Regions from separate parts of the Mus musculus genome. Here all the other regions are linked to region 3. Evidence: chromatin contacts called from public Hi-C and promoter capture Hi-C data. All regions are on one chromosome and are shown on one strand. The core of a region is the stretch at or near the end of the contact, and the rest is flanking DNA. Distances in the headings are between cores, read along the strand shown.

Evidence for each region. Promoter capture Hi-C pulls out the DNA fragments that hold promoters and counts their contacts. Hi-C and Micro-C count contacts between places; a contact is called where the count stands out from the background.
Region 1: a contact with region 3 is called in a promoter capture Hi-C map of erythroid cells, with 12 times the contacts expected there. The contact joins the promoter of Ric8a here to the promoter of Tspan32 in region 3. A contact is called at or near these places in 1 of 39 promoter capture datasets (erythroid cells), 1 of 484 Hi-C or Micro-C datasets (B cells) and 1 of 9 other capture datasets (liver).
Region 2: a Hi-C map of B cells shows a contact between it and region 3, with 5 read pairs. The contact joins the promoter of Ifitm2 here to the promoter of Tspan32 in region 3.

Annotation. Positions count from the first base shown.
Region 1 is chr7:140,855,534-140,859,353 of GRCm38.p6, reverse strand. It overlaps Ric8a (RIC8 guanine nucleotide exchange factor A), which reads right to left and starts at 1,957. Exons shown (of 10, transcript NM_053194.4): 1 at 1,800-1,957; 2 at 1,462-1,509; 3 at 782-1,372; 4 at 400-491. The coding sequence starts at 1,883. Bet1l (Bet1 golgi vesicular membrane trafficking protein like) reads left to right here and starts at 2,971. Exons shown (of 4, transcript NM_018742.5): 1 at 2,971-3,133. The coding sequence starts at 3,115.
Region 2 is chr7:140,953,870-140,957,843 of GRCm38.p6, reverse strand. It overlaps Ifitm2 (interferon induced transmembrane protein 2), which reads left to right and starts at 1,883. Exons shown (of 2, transcript NM_030694.1): 1 at 1,883-2,174; 2 at 2,671-3,005. The coding sequence starts at 1,929. The coding sequence ends at 2,859.
Region 3 is chr7:143,003,926-143,008,006 of GRCm38.p6, reverse strand. Tspan32 (tetraspanin 32) reads right to left here and starts at 2,348. Exons shown (of 8, transcript NM_020286.3): 1 at 1,989-2,348; 2 at 1,002-1,099. The coding sequence starts at 2,088.

The DNA of each region.
Region 1 (3,820 bases), core at 708-3,207, 2.1 Mb after region 3:
GATGGGCTCGAAGGGTTGCACTGAAAGCAATAGACTATAGGCAAGGGCAGGTGGTACCCCAACTCAAATTTGGTGGGGAGATTCTGCAGACGCTATCTGGGCCATTATGTCTGAGCTGAGATGCCAAACAATCTCTCGAACCTGAGATGAGCAGAGGCACCAGCAAGAGACCATACTGCCTCCGCCTAAGGCCCTGTCTCTAAGTTCATAGCTCTTCTCTTAGCCATACCTGAGTTACCTAGGCTCTCTGGAAACAACACTGGTGCCCCATTCCCCTGATGAAGTCAAAGGTGGGGCCTGGGCCCCCAAGTGCTTCTGATTCACAACTAGGGTTAAGGACTTCTGTACCCATACCTAGGAACTCTTGCCGTCCCCAACATTGTGAGCCCTACCCCTCACCCGTGGAACTCCTCTGTGCGGTCCCCAGCAGCTTCAACCATCACGCAGTGCCGCAGAAGAGTCCCCAGGTACCGGTAAAGGGCAGCATCTTCCTAACCAAAGACAGAAAGGGGCTCCTGTGAGATCGAACCCCTGTTCTTGTGGCCACATGGAGTTGATCCCTAGACGCTGTGCACAGCACATGTGGTGCTTTTGGCCACCTGAAGCACTGTGGAGAATACCCACCTGCAACCCCATGCACAGTGCGGCTCAGGCACCTTCCCTGAGTTCCCGCCTACACCATCCTCTAGTCCTCGCCATATCTGATACCCTGCAAGCTGAGGTACAAAGGGAAGCAAACTGTCCCACCCGAACTGAGTCTCAGCCAAGACTTCCAACCTACCTCATCAACTTCCCTCTTGACAGAGTCAAAGGTGATATTAAAGAGCACTTTGAGGATCTCCATGGCCCTCTCCGTCTCTTGGGCTGGAAGCATCACCGGAGGGTTTTCTTTGGGGGCCACGCCCAGTGTTAGTTCCAGCGCATCAGTCAGCAGGCGTACACCGTGCAGCTCCTGAAACAGTTGCTGGCGCACATCCGTGCGAAGGGCTGTTAGCAGGAAAAGGAGCCTCAAGTCAAAGAACTGGACTTCGTGGGGATAGCTCCTCTTGCGGTACAGTCCCACACGCTCCGCTAGCCTCACCACCAGGCGAGCCTCTGCTGCTAGCATCTGTGCTGTTGGACTGCTGAGCACAAGATTACACAGGCATTTGAGAGACTCGAGGAGGACATCCATGTCTGGGGACTGTGGGATGGGTTCCTCTGAGACGGTAATGTCAGCATAGCAGGCTAGTGCATGTAAGCTCTGGCGGCTGGCAAATGAGTCCAGGCAGCTGCGGTCTCGGGATAGGATTCGGATAGTCTGCAGCCAGGTGACACGGTGCTTTGGTGACAAGCCCTGCTCCAGGACGGAGACCAGTAGCTTTGCGAGTCTCTGTGGGGTCGAACAAAAGTGGTTCCACTAGGCCCTCTTCTTGGGGTCAGCCCGTGCCTGCCCTAGGAGCCCTTGGGGCTGACACCTACCTTCCTGTCCTCCTGCTGGGCATCATCGAAGGTGAAGCTCTGAGAATGCTGCAGGGAGACCCAGGAGGCTCAGATCCACATGCAGGTAGGACCCGTGCTCCTCGAGTCAGAGCAGACCTCTGAAGCAGCATCCATCGCTCTGAACCTTAAGGCAAGGCCCACCCTAGCCTCCCATACACCTGCCCCACCACACGCCACCACAGAGCCACCCGAGGGACCAGCCCACCACCCACCGCCGTGCTCCCTGCCACCACTCGCACGCACACCCCAGCCGAGTTGCGCGCACACCCCTGCTTCCTCTCTTCCTGAAATTTCCTCGGCAGCCGGATGCCTCTCACCTCCCGGTTGAACGACCGCAGAGCTTCTGTCACCGCATCTTCCTCTCCGGTCTCCAAGGCATCCGCAACTGCCCGGGGCTCCATGGCCCCTGGCACCGGGTGCTGGAAGGCTTGGGCTGGGAAGACGCAATCGGCCAAACCCCGGGGCTCCGCCCAGGTCCGGAAGCCCGGCGTCCACGCGTGAGGGATGCTGGGAGAGCAGCCGAACCCAAGGGTGTGTACAGGCGCCTCCGACTTAAGGTGGAGCAACCCGGCTGTGGTCGCTGAGCGGCTAGTCTTGGAGCGGCGATGCTAGCTAACCAGCCAGGCAGTGTCCTCCTTTTGAGCCCTCCTCTCTAGCCCGAGTTCCTGGCAGGCGGGGGGTGGGGTGGGATGGGAGGGTGGGGAGTGGGGTGTGGCTTGGCCCGCGCGTGGACCGTCCTCTTTACGCTCTTGTCCCCGTACTGTGATAAAAAAGGGAGCGCCGGCTCCTGGCCGCTTAATCAGTTGGGGAAGACGATTCTCGCGATCCAGGCCTTGGAGCTCATCTTCCATAGGGAATAGGGAAAGAGAAGTACAACGACTTGGATGGTCAAAATAATGCACGTGGTTAGCCGGGCATAGTGACGCACGCCTTCTTAAATCCCAGCACTCGAGAGGCAGAAACTAGCAGACCTATCTAAAAAGAATAGCCACCAAAGTAATACGGTTATTCTCAAGAAAATTGCAGAGAAGGAAGTGAAGAACACCCGTGGAAAAGCCACTCCCGCGAGAGGAGCAACGGAGGGGCGGCCAGCCGAGGCGTGTCTGAGGTTAGAAGCGTAGGAGCGCTGTGTAGCGGGGAGCCAGGTCCGCACGCCACTTAGCTGAGTCGGTGCCCCACAGTGACACATACAAACAGTGCTCCAGTGGATGATGTCACCCGCCGTGCTAACCGGCTCTGCCCCTACTCAGTGGCAGGCCCCGGCCGTCTCCTTCACCAGTCTCTTTCGGGTCTGCCTGTCCTCCCCATCCAGTTGGATTTAGCAGCGCCAGAGGCATCCGACTGATTTACTGAGCTGGTTCCTAGCCTCTGCTCCAAATTTGGGTCTGAACACCTGCTCCGAGTAACACCCACAGCGCAGGACTAATATTGCTGACCAATCCGTGGGTCCGAATGCTGGTGGCCCGCCCTTCCCTTATTTACATTCCCGAGAAGCACTCCAGGTCTGTTTCTTCCGCTTCAGAACCTTCTCCCGGAAGTTATTAGCCCGGAGGCGGAACCGGAAGACCCGGGTACTGGTGCCACGTCCGTTGCTGTGCTGCGAATTCCCTGAGTGGGACCCTGGAGGGCGCGATGGCAGATTGGACTCGAGGTGAGAGCACTTGAAAGGCAGTAGAGGTAGGAGGGGAAGTCTAAGTCTGGAGCTGGAGACATCGCTCGTTTCTCGGTGGAAGGACCTGCGTGGGGTGGCGCTTACGTATCCCTGGAAAAACAGGGCCGGATTTCGCCTGGCGCTGCCTTGGAACCCAAGCCGGCATGCCATCAGTTTTGTGTGTGGTTGATGCCAAGAGCTGGAAGCAGAGGGTCCAAGCAGGGTTTTACTAATGAGGGGCCTGAGTGCCTCGGTTCACACACATTCCCCGCCCCCGTGCCTGTGTTCAGTGTGACAGTTGTGATACTGATGCTTCGCCCACAACGATGACTATGCAGTGGTCGGTAGGACACAGCCGTCTGTCTTTCAGAGTCTGGTCGCACTTGTTTGCTGGTGCTGCTGGCCTTCCCCTTAGGTGGGTCACATCGAGGCTGGGTGGGTGGTTTTTATGCTTCAGATCGGTGCTAGTCACACTTAGGGGGGTGATTCTCAACTACCTGTCCCTGTCCATCGGAGTTAGGTTTCCACGAGCACAGTGCTCTGGGCATTCCAGAGATTCTGTGTGGGTTGCAGACATAGGGCGAGGTAGTTTCTACAGTAGAAGGACTTTCTTACACTTACCTTGGATCTGATTTCCAAGTCCTCCCCACACAGCCTTCCTGTCACCTGCTGTGCCACCGGCTGTTC
Region 2 (3,974 bases), core at 634-3,133, 2.0 Mb after region 3:
AGAGAGAGAGAGAGAGAGAGAGAGAGAGAGAGAGAGAGAGAGAGAGAGAGAGAGGAGATTGGGCCTGACATAAGCTTTTGAAACCTCAAAGCCCATCCCCAGGGACACACCTTCTCCAACAAGGCTACACCTCCCGATCCTTCCCAAACAGTTCTCCTAACTGGAGACCAAGCATCCAAACATGTGAGCCTATGGGGCACTTTCATTCAAAAGTGAGATTCACTCAGAGATGAGACAGAGAGGACATGCACAGGGCTCACTAGGAAAAAGAGCCACACCTTACCACCTCTGACTTTTCCCCTAAAATGATTTTCATCTCTCTCACACACACACACACACACACACACACACACACACACACACACACACACACACACACACACACAAAACCAAGAACAACCCCCACACCACCACCAAACCAAACAATAACAAAGACACCTTACCCCACCCTCTTTCCCTTTAGCCCCTGGAGGCTGCTCACCTACTTCTGACCTGAGAGCTGTTCATAAGGCTTATTCAGGTTTAGCATATATCAGAGCTTTCCTTTTTCATTTGCCAGTTGATAGACATCTAACCTCTGTCTGTTGCCTGTCGTTACGAATGCTGCTGTAGACATGAGATACAGGCATACAGGATACGTATAGACATGTGTTCATTCTCTTACACACGAGAAGTGGGATTCTGGGTTGTAGCTTCGATCTGCCCACTGCCTGCAAAGCCTGCAGCATCAGTGGTGTGGTTTCTTTGCTTCTAAACTACAGTGCTTCCTAATGGGTATGAGCAGTGTGCTGCTGGGGCTTTGATCTGCATTTTGCTAATGAGCAAGAATGTGGAGCCTGTTACCCATTGTGCCTCTTCTAGAAGAAATGTTGAGTTCCCCTTTCGTTCATTTTTTTAAAATTTTTACTTACTACTTTTTATTCATTTATTTAAGACAAGCTGTCATGTAGCCCAGGCTGGACCTTGAACTGATTCTCCTGCTGACCTTTCCCAAGTGCTGGGATTACAGACATGTGACCTGCTCCAGCTTTTGAGGCTCTGATCGATGGTGATGGTTGTACAAGTAGAGGCGAACAAGGGCTCTGTAGTTAGACTCACTGATCTCCTCCTTGCTCCATTCTGCCCTGTGGGATGAAATTTGGGTGCTGGGGGTGGGGGTGTGAGGTTACTGAATGGGTTCAAGTGTCAAACGATTTGTGTCCTTCACCACCAGGGAACTTCCCTTGTTTCTAGGACGCTCAGTTCCCTCACTGCTTCTGCCGGGAAAGACTCGGAGTTCCCTGTGTAGCCGTACTCCTACAGGCTTCATTTTAGCAATGGCTGTTTCGCAACTGGTAGGAAAACATCTGCCTTCCATAAGCTCCCCGGCTGCAGCCAAGTGACTGGAATTTTCCTTCCCTAGCTAGCCAGGAGCATCCAGGCCCTGTGCTGGAAGGCTCCTCCTTCCCCAACTGACAGCCAAAGAAACATTGAGTTGCAGATCTCCCCAGCCCCCACCTGCAACAGATTAGTTTAGGGGTGTGTGTGCTTGGGGTTTTTTAGAGGAGGCCCTCACTGTGAGGCCAGGTTTAGGGATGTACCAGGGGTGTGAGAGCAGGGGGCTGGGGAGACTAGATCTGGGGAGAAGTTCTAGTATGCCTACTGTAAGCAGGAGGTGGAGACCTTCAGACAAGTTTTAGCCCTGGGACAAGTCTAGATCCCTGGAAGTTTATACAGAGGTACCTCAACAGTCAACTAGTCCTGAAGTAATTTGATACTCAAGGCCTAAGTACCGCCCACTTCAGTATCCAGCCAATTCCCCACAGTAAGGCCCTCTGGAGACTAACCCACCAACAGGAAAAGGAAATTGCTAGAGAAAGGGCGGGTCTACAGAACCAGGATAGCAGCAGCCATCCTCCAGACGGGGCGATTGTTCCAGAGTCAGTACCATGAGCCACAATTCTCAAGCCTTCTTGTCCACCAATGCCGGGCTTCCTCCAAGCTATGAGACAATCAAAGAGGAGTACGGGGTGACTGAGCTGGGGGAACCCAGCAACTCAGCTGTTGTGAGGACCACCGTGATCAACATGCCCAGAGAGGTGTCGGTGCCTGACCATGTGGTCTGGTCCCTGTTCAATACACTCTTCTTCAACGCCTGCTGCCTGGGCTTCGTTGCCTATGCCTACTCTGTGAAGGTGAGTGTGCTAGAGGGGGTGGGAGGGAATGGTGTAAGAAGGTGTGTGTGAGCCTGAAGCGCCATCTACTCAGATAGCACCGAGGTGTGAGTGTGGGGTCCTTTCTGTAAGAAAGTGTGTGTGCACCCTTCCTATTTGTGTGTGTGTGTGTGTGTGTGCGTGCGTGCGTGCGCGCGCGCGCGCGCGCGCACTGTCTGTCTCTGGTGTTGGAGACTTTCTGATAGTCACAGGATGAAACTGCCTGGGGATTCTGGGGCCAGACTTTCCCCACCCCTTCACCCTTTAGACTGGGGCCCTAATCTGTGTGGAAAGTGAGGTATGCAGCGAATGCTGGAGCTTACTGTATAGTTTGTGTTTGTGTGTGTGTGAAAAGAGGGGAGGGTTTCCCGGCTGGAGGGAGTGAGACAGTGGGCAGGGAGCAGTTGGGGAAATGGAGCCAGAGCACCTGGCTCTCAGCTGGCCAGCTCCAGGGCTCCTTACATCTAATTTCCTTCAGTCTAGGGACAGGAAGATGGTGGGCGATGTGGTTGGAGCCCAGGCCTACGCCTCCACTGCCAAGTGCCTGAATATCAGCTCCCTGATCTTCAGCATCCTTATGGTCATTATCTGCATCATTATTTTCTCTACCACCTCTGTGGTAGTCTTTCAGTCTTTTGCACAAAGAACACCCCATTCTGGATTCTAGCTGCCCTGTGCTCCACGGTCCACATCTGCCCCGCCCCTGCCCCGCCCCCAGGCTCAAGCCTCGACCCTTTACCCTACGCGTATGCAAATGTTACCTTCACCTATCTGTCCACAGTGGATTCAATAAAGTGCACGGGGTGGCAACTCTGGCTGTGACTCACTGTTCTCTGGTTCTGTACCGAGCTCACCTTGCATCCTTTTTGTCTGAGGAGAGCAAGTGTCGTTAACTTGTCAGGCTTCTGGTCTCCAGATATGGGCAGCAGCCGACCTGTGGGTTTTTGCCTGATCCAGGCAGAGGGGATCCGAGGATCATCTAACGCTGAGGCCGTGCTCCCGGGGGTCCCAGGAAGGGTGCAGAACTTTGGGCAAAGGAGGCTCCGGCCTAGGAGTGAAAGACACCCGGAGTCCTTTACTTTAGGGGAAAAGAAATCCCTAGCCAAGATGTGTCCTCTTTTTGTGGTGGCCTCTTGGATATGACTTCAAGCTCCTGAGCTGGCCCGCACACAAAAGTTGGGTGCTGTGAAGTTTGCTGCCCTCACTGTTTCCTTCCCCACACTCAGGCTTATGTAGGGACCTGGAGTGGGTGGGGACTCTAGAAGGTTTCTTGTAGGAGGACCACATGACAGTTCTGCTGGCCTCACAGCTCCTAGGTTCCACCTCTCCTAGGGGGGAGGCTGTGTGTGCCTTGGCACCCCGCTAACATGCCTTGCATCCCTGGAGTTCCTTCTAAAGGATACTTCTGCTTACCCAAGGCTGGCACCAAAAAGTCAGATTGGGCTTCCAGTGTCTGCAGGATTTGGGTCCTTGCTTCCCTAACCACCATGATGATTTGAATTTATCTAAAATCCTGGGCGTGGCACAGTGATCCCTACCATAGAGGTGCAGGTGAAGGCCCTGTGCGACTTCAGCAAGGGGAAGGCCTGTGGTGTTTGTTTGTTTTTTTATTAGAAGTATGGTTTTTAAGAGGAAGTAAGAGCAGCTGCCGGGAAGGGGGTCAGCTTATTTCTACGTCATGCCAGTTTGGGGAGTTCCTTTAATCTTTTAGAAATCTCAACGTGCTTTTGACATAAAGAGAATTTCCCAAAATAGCAGGCAGAAGTTGGAGCTTATTCGAAA
Region 3 (4,081 bases), core at 1,099-3,598:
GTCCCTGCCCTGCCTGGTGAGGTCTGAGCTGCCAGGTTCTACTTACTCCGTCACCCGGGCCCACCCAGGACTGGCTGGTCCCTGCAGCGGCTCTAGGATGTGACTCTGCCCCTGGTTCTGGAGACCACGGGTCATCAGCAAATGTACTGAGCACGAAGACAAGGTTGCAAAGGGTAGATTGGGTCTACCCAGGAAGCAAAGCTCAGGTTCCTGAGGGCTCCTGGATCCCCCCAGTCTCTCACAGGTAGAGTTTGGGAGGTCTGCAAACAGGGGCGCTGGGATGGACGGCGGAGGGGGACAGGAAATGCCTGGAATGGGAGGGTAGGTAAGAGAGCAAGGTCTCAGGAAGGAACGGCCCACATTCAGATGACTGGGAAAGCCTGGGTGAAACAGGAACAGGGTGGCCATGGGGAGGGCCCTGGGAGGGAGAATCTGGATTAGCCATTGAGGGTTGTGGGGGCACACTGAGGCACCCATATGGAGAACTGGATACGGCAGCAACAAGAGCTTTCTTCTTTGGGGTTGTGAAACGTCTCTTCAATGGCTAGGCAAGGACAGTGGATCTCTGACAAGGAAGCCCAGGTTGCAGAAACAGCTTTAGGGACTGCCTGGTCACTTTTGGTCTTCTAATGAGAAGTGGAATTCACCCAGTCCTGTCTCCAGACCTGGCTAGGTATCAGAACCAAGCCCTTCTGGGGTTTTTAGAGATAACCCCAGGGCAGAGAGGGCCAATTCTCTCTTTCAGGGGCCCTGCAGCACCCAGGTAGAGGTTTTTTTTTTTTTTTTTTTTTTGACTGGTCCAGGTAGGAGGGTCCTGATTGAGCAAGTGGAAGGTCCTGACTGTGTAAGTGGAGGGACTCACTGGTCTATATCCCCTGACCTTTGCTTCTTTCTGGATACTTCTGCTGGGGTCAGGCAGCTCCCTGGTCTTATTCCTCTCCAGCTCTTGTCCCCGTCTGAGGTCTGGGAGCCGGGGTCGTCTGGCAGCACATGGAACTTACCGCAGCCATGAGGCCATGGGCCTCCCTCACAGTGGCTATGGTGCTCAGAGCAGCTCCCAGGCTCAGGAGCCCCGCTAGGCTGATCCCCACATAGAAGGCTGTGGGAAGAGAAAGACAGAGGGTATGGAATCTAGCCTGGGGACTGGGCATAGAGGTTGGATCTGAAATCTATCTACTTTGGGAGTCACAGAGCTAGAACTGACCTTCGGGGAGGTCCCAAAAGGCACATATCTCTGGCTCAAAAGAAGGAATGTCCATAGCCCAATAGCCTGTCCTCCTGAGGCTGAGAAGGAAGGGGGAAGAGAAGGTAGCTAAGAGACAGTACTCTTTCCCCCATTCCTCCTGTCCTCCCTGCCTCACAGACTATCTTTAAGGACATCCCCATACTCTAGTGACAGGTGACAGTGTAGGCTGTACCTTATCAGTGCAGGCCCAGGCCCCAGGCTTCCTGCCTAAGGGAGGCCTAGTGCCTTGGAAGGCAGGGACTGGGGCTACCCATCCCCCATTCAGGGGCCTCAGTTTTCCACTTTTTCCTACTGGGTGGTGACCTTCCTAGATTCCTTGCATTCCTCTTATTAAAGTGGCCTTGTTCTTGTGGAAGTGAGGCACCCTGGCAGGTTGGGTCCTAGCTGCACATTTTCTGCCCTCTGTATATGGTATTCCCTGCCAAGCCCCACAGGCCCACCTGAGTGGGCCCCAGGAGATCCCTGCCCTGAACACATAGATCTGGGCCCTGCCACAGCTTCACCACTGCTATGGGGCAGGCGAATCAAGGCAGGAGTGCCTGCTGTCGCCTAAACCTCCCCACCTTTGTTAGTCCAACCCAGACACTGGGGCTGCCTCTCCCTACTCCTGACCTCTGGTTTTTGGCCAAAGCCAGCTCCTCTGGGCAGCCTAGGGCTGGGGAGTAAGGTCTGTTCCTCCCAGATGTGTTTGGCCCTGGAGCCCTCTCACTTCCACTCCACAGCCATTTCTGGTCTCACTTACCCCAATAGCGCAGTGTTTCATAGGGGTTCCTCTCCAACGATGCATGGCCAATCACAGTAAAGTGGTCTCCAAAGTGAATGACAACCACCATGGTGGCCATAGAGAGGCCCAGCAGCTGAGGGTGAAGTGGGCTCACTGTCAGCGCTGGGGAGTTGCAGAGGCCCCTCACCCTGACAGAATATAGGGTCTGGGCTTCTTAGGCCCCCAGCCTGGCTCCCTCCAGCTTCCTTGGTGCACAGGAACAAGGCAGCTACAGGAGGCCTACATATTTCTGTGGGCAGGCACTCACAGATAGTGTACTACACACAGAGATAAGTAGAAAACACACTAGCCAGTGCCCCATGGTGCTCAGCTCCTCTCCTCTCCTCTCCTCTCCCCTCCCTTCACTTCCTCTCTCCTCCCTTCCTCTTTACTCTCCTCCCTTCTGTGGTTCACCAGTGAGTGGGGACCTCAGACCACAGCAGACACAGTAGGTATCGCTGTGTCCTCCCATCTGAAGACCCAGGAGCTCATATCAAACTGTCTGCAGAGACTCGTCTGCAGTCCCTGACCTGGCAGTCCCAGTCTCTGGGTCCCAAGCAGCACCCCTTCCGGGTAGTCCTTGCACACTCTTAAGTCACCAGCCAACCTAGGTTTTCCCAGGCTCTTCACTGACCCTTGCCTACAAGGACATCAGGTACAGATGTTCACAGTCCTCTAAAGGTGGCCACCAGGGACCCAGAACCAGTCTGAGGGACTGTGGTGTGGCAGGAGGGAAGACCACAGTGCTGGAAGCCCGGGCATGGTGAACTATTTCCTCTCCTGCCTGCCCACCCATCCACTCCTGCCCCACATGCATGTTACCAAGACTAGGAAGTTGGTGATCAGTATCTGGCATTTGGCAATCTTGATTCGATTCCAGTGCCCCATGGTGCTCAGCTCCTCTCCTCTCTGCCCTCGTCTCCTCTCCTCTCTTCTCCCCTCCCTTCACCTCCCCTCTCCTCCCTTCCTCTTTACTCTCCTCCCTTCTGTGGTTCCCCAGTGGGTGGGGACCTCAGACCACAGCAGACACAGTAGGTATCATTGTGTCCTCCTATCTGTCAGCAACCCTTGTAACCTAGTGGCTGTGTTGGGGGAAGGAAGAAGGGCAGGCCGGAAGGGGGGCAGTTTCTATACCAGCTGTTGCTCTGGCCTGGCCCAAGATAACTGGATTTTTGTAGGCATGAGGCCTCCCTTTGGGTAGGCTGGGCTACACTGCAGCATGGGGAGGGGTGGAGTCTTGAGGGGAGCAGAAAGAGAAGGACCTATGGTTATAAGGCATGGCATTGGTTGTAAGGGTGTACTAACCTGTAACTGTCCAGCTACGTAAAAACCTTTAGTGTTTGGTTAGACCTCATGTCCCAAAGTCCTCCTGGGACTAATCCCCAAACAGGACTTCTGCAAGTGGCAAATGTGTCTCATGACCGACCTGATGGCATTAACCAATTCATAACTGGCACAGAGGGGAAGGGTGTGATAGAGTCAAATCTCAGGAAATGTCCAGGGGTTGGGCAAACAGGCATAGGCGTTTCAAGATGGAGGAAGTCTGTTTGTATTGACCTTCGGTGAACTAGCCATATTTGATTGAAAAACAAAAGCAGAGCATGCTTCCCACAGCCAGCACCTGGGAGGCTGAGGCAGGAAGGTATTAGCAAGTCAGAGGCTAACCTAACACACTCAGTGAGACCCCCACCTCAAAATACACAGGCTGGGGACAGGGCTCAGTTGAAGTGTTTGCAGTGCAAGCATGAGGACCTGAGGTCGGATACCCCAGAACCCATGTTAAAGAAGTCAGGCATGGCAGCGCATGCTTGTAATCCCAGTGCCATGGAGGCTGAGGCAGGACGATGCTGCCCGGACTCACTGGCCAGCCAGCCAGTGACACCTGAGGTTGACCTCTGGCTTCCACGTGCCTCCACCTACACCCTGCCCCAGGAACACATACATAAATCAATACACGATAAGAAAGAGCCATCTGAAACTCTGTCAGCCACTTTTTGAAAAGGAGCAAGTGTTTGCTTACTTCAAGAACTGGAGCCCCCCCAAGAGGGTCGGTGCCCCACTCCCATAGGCTC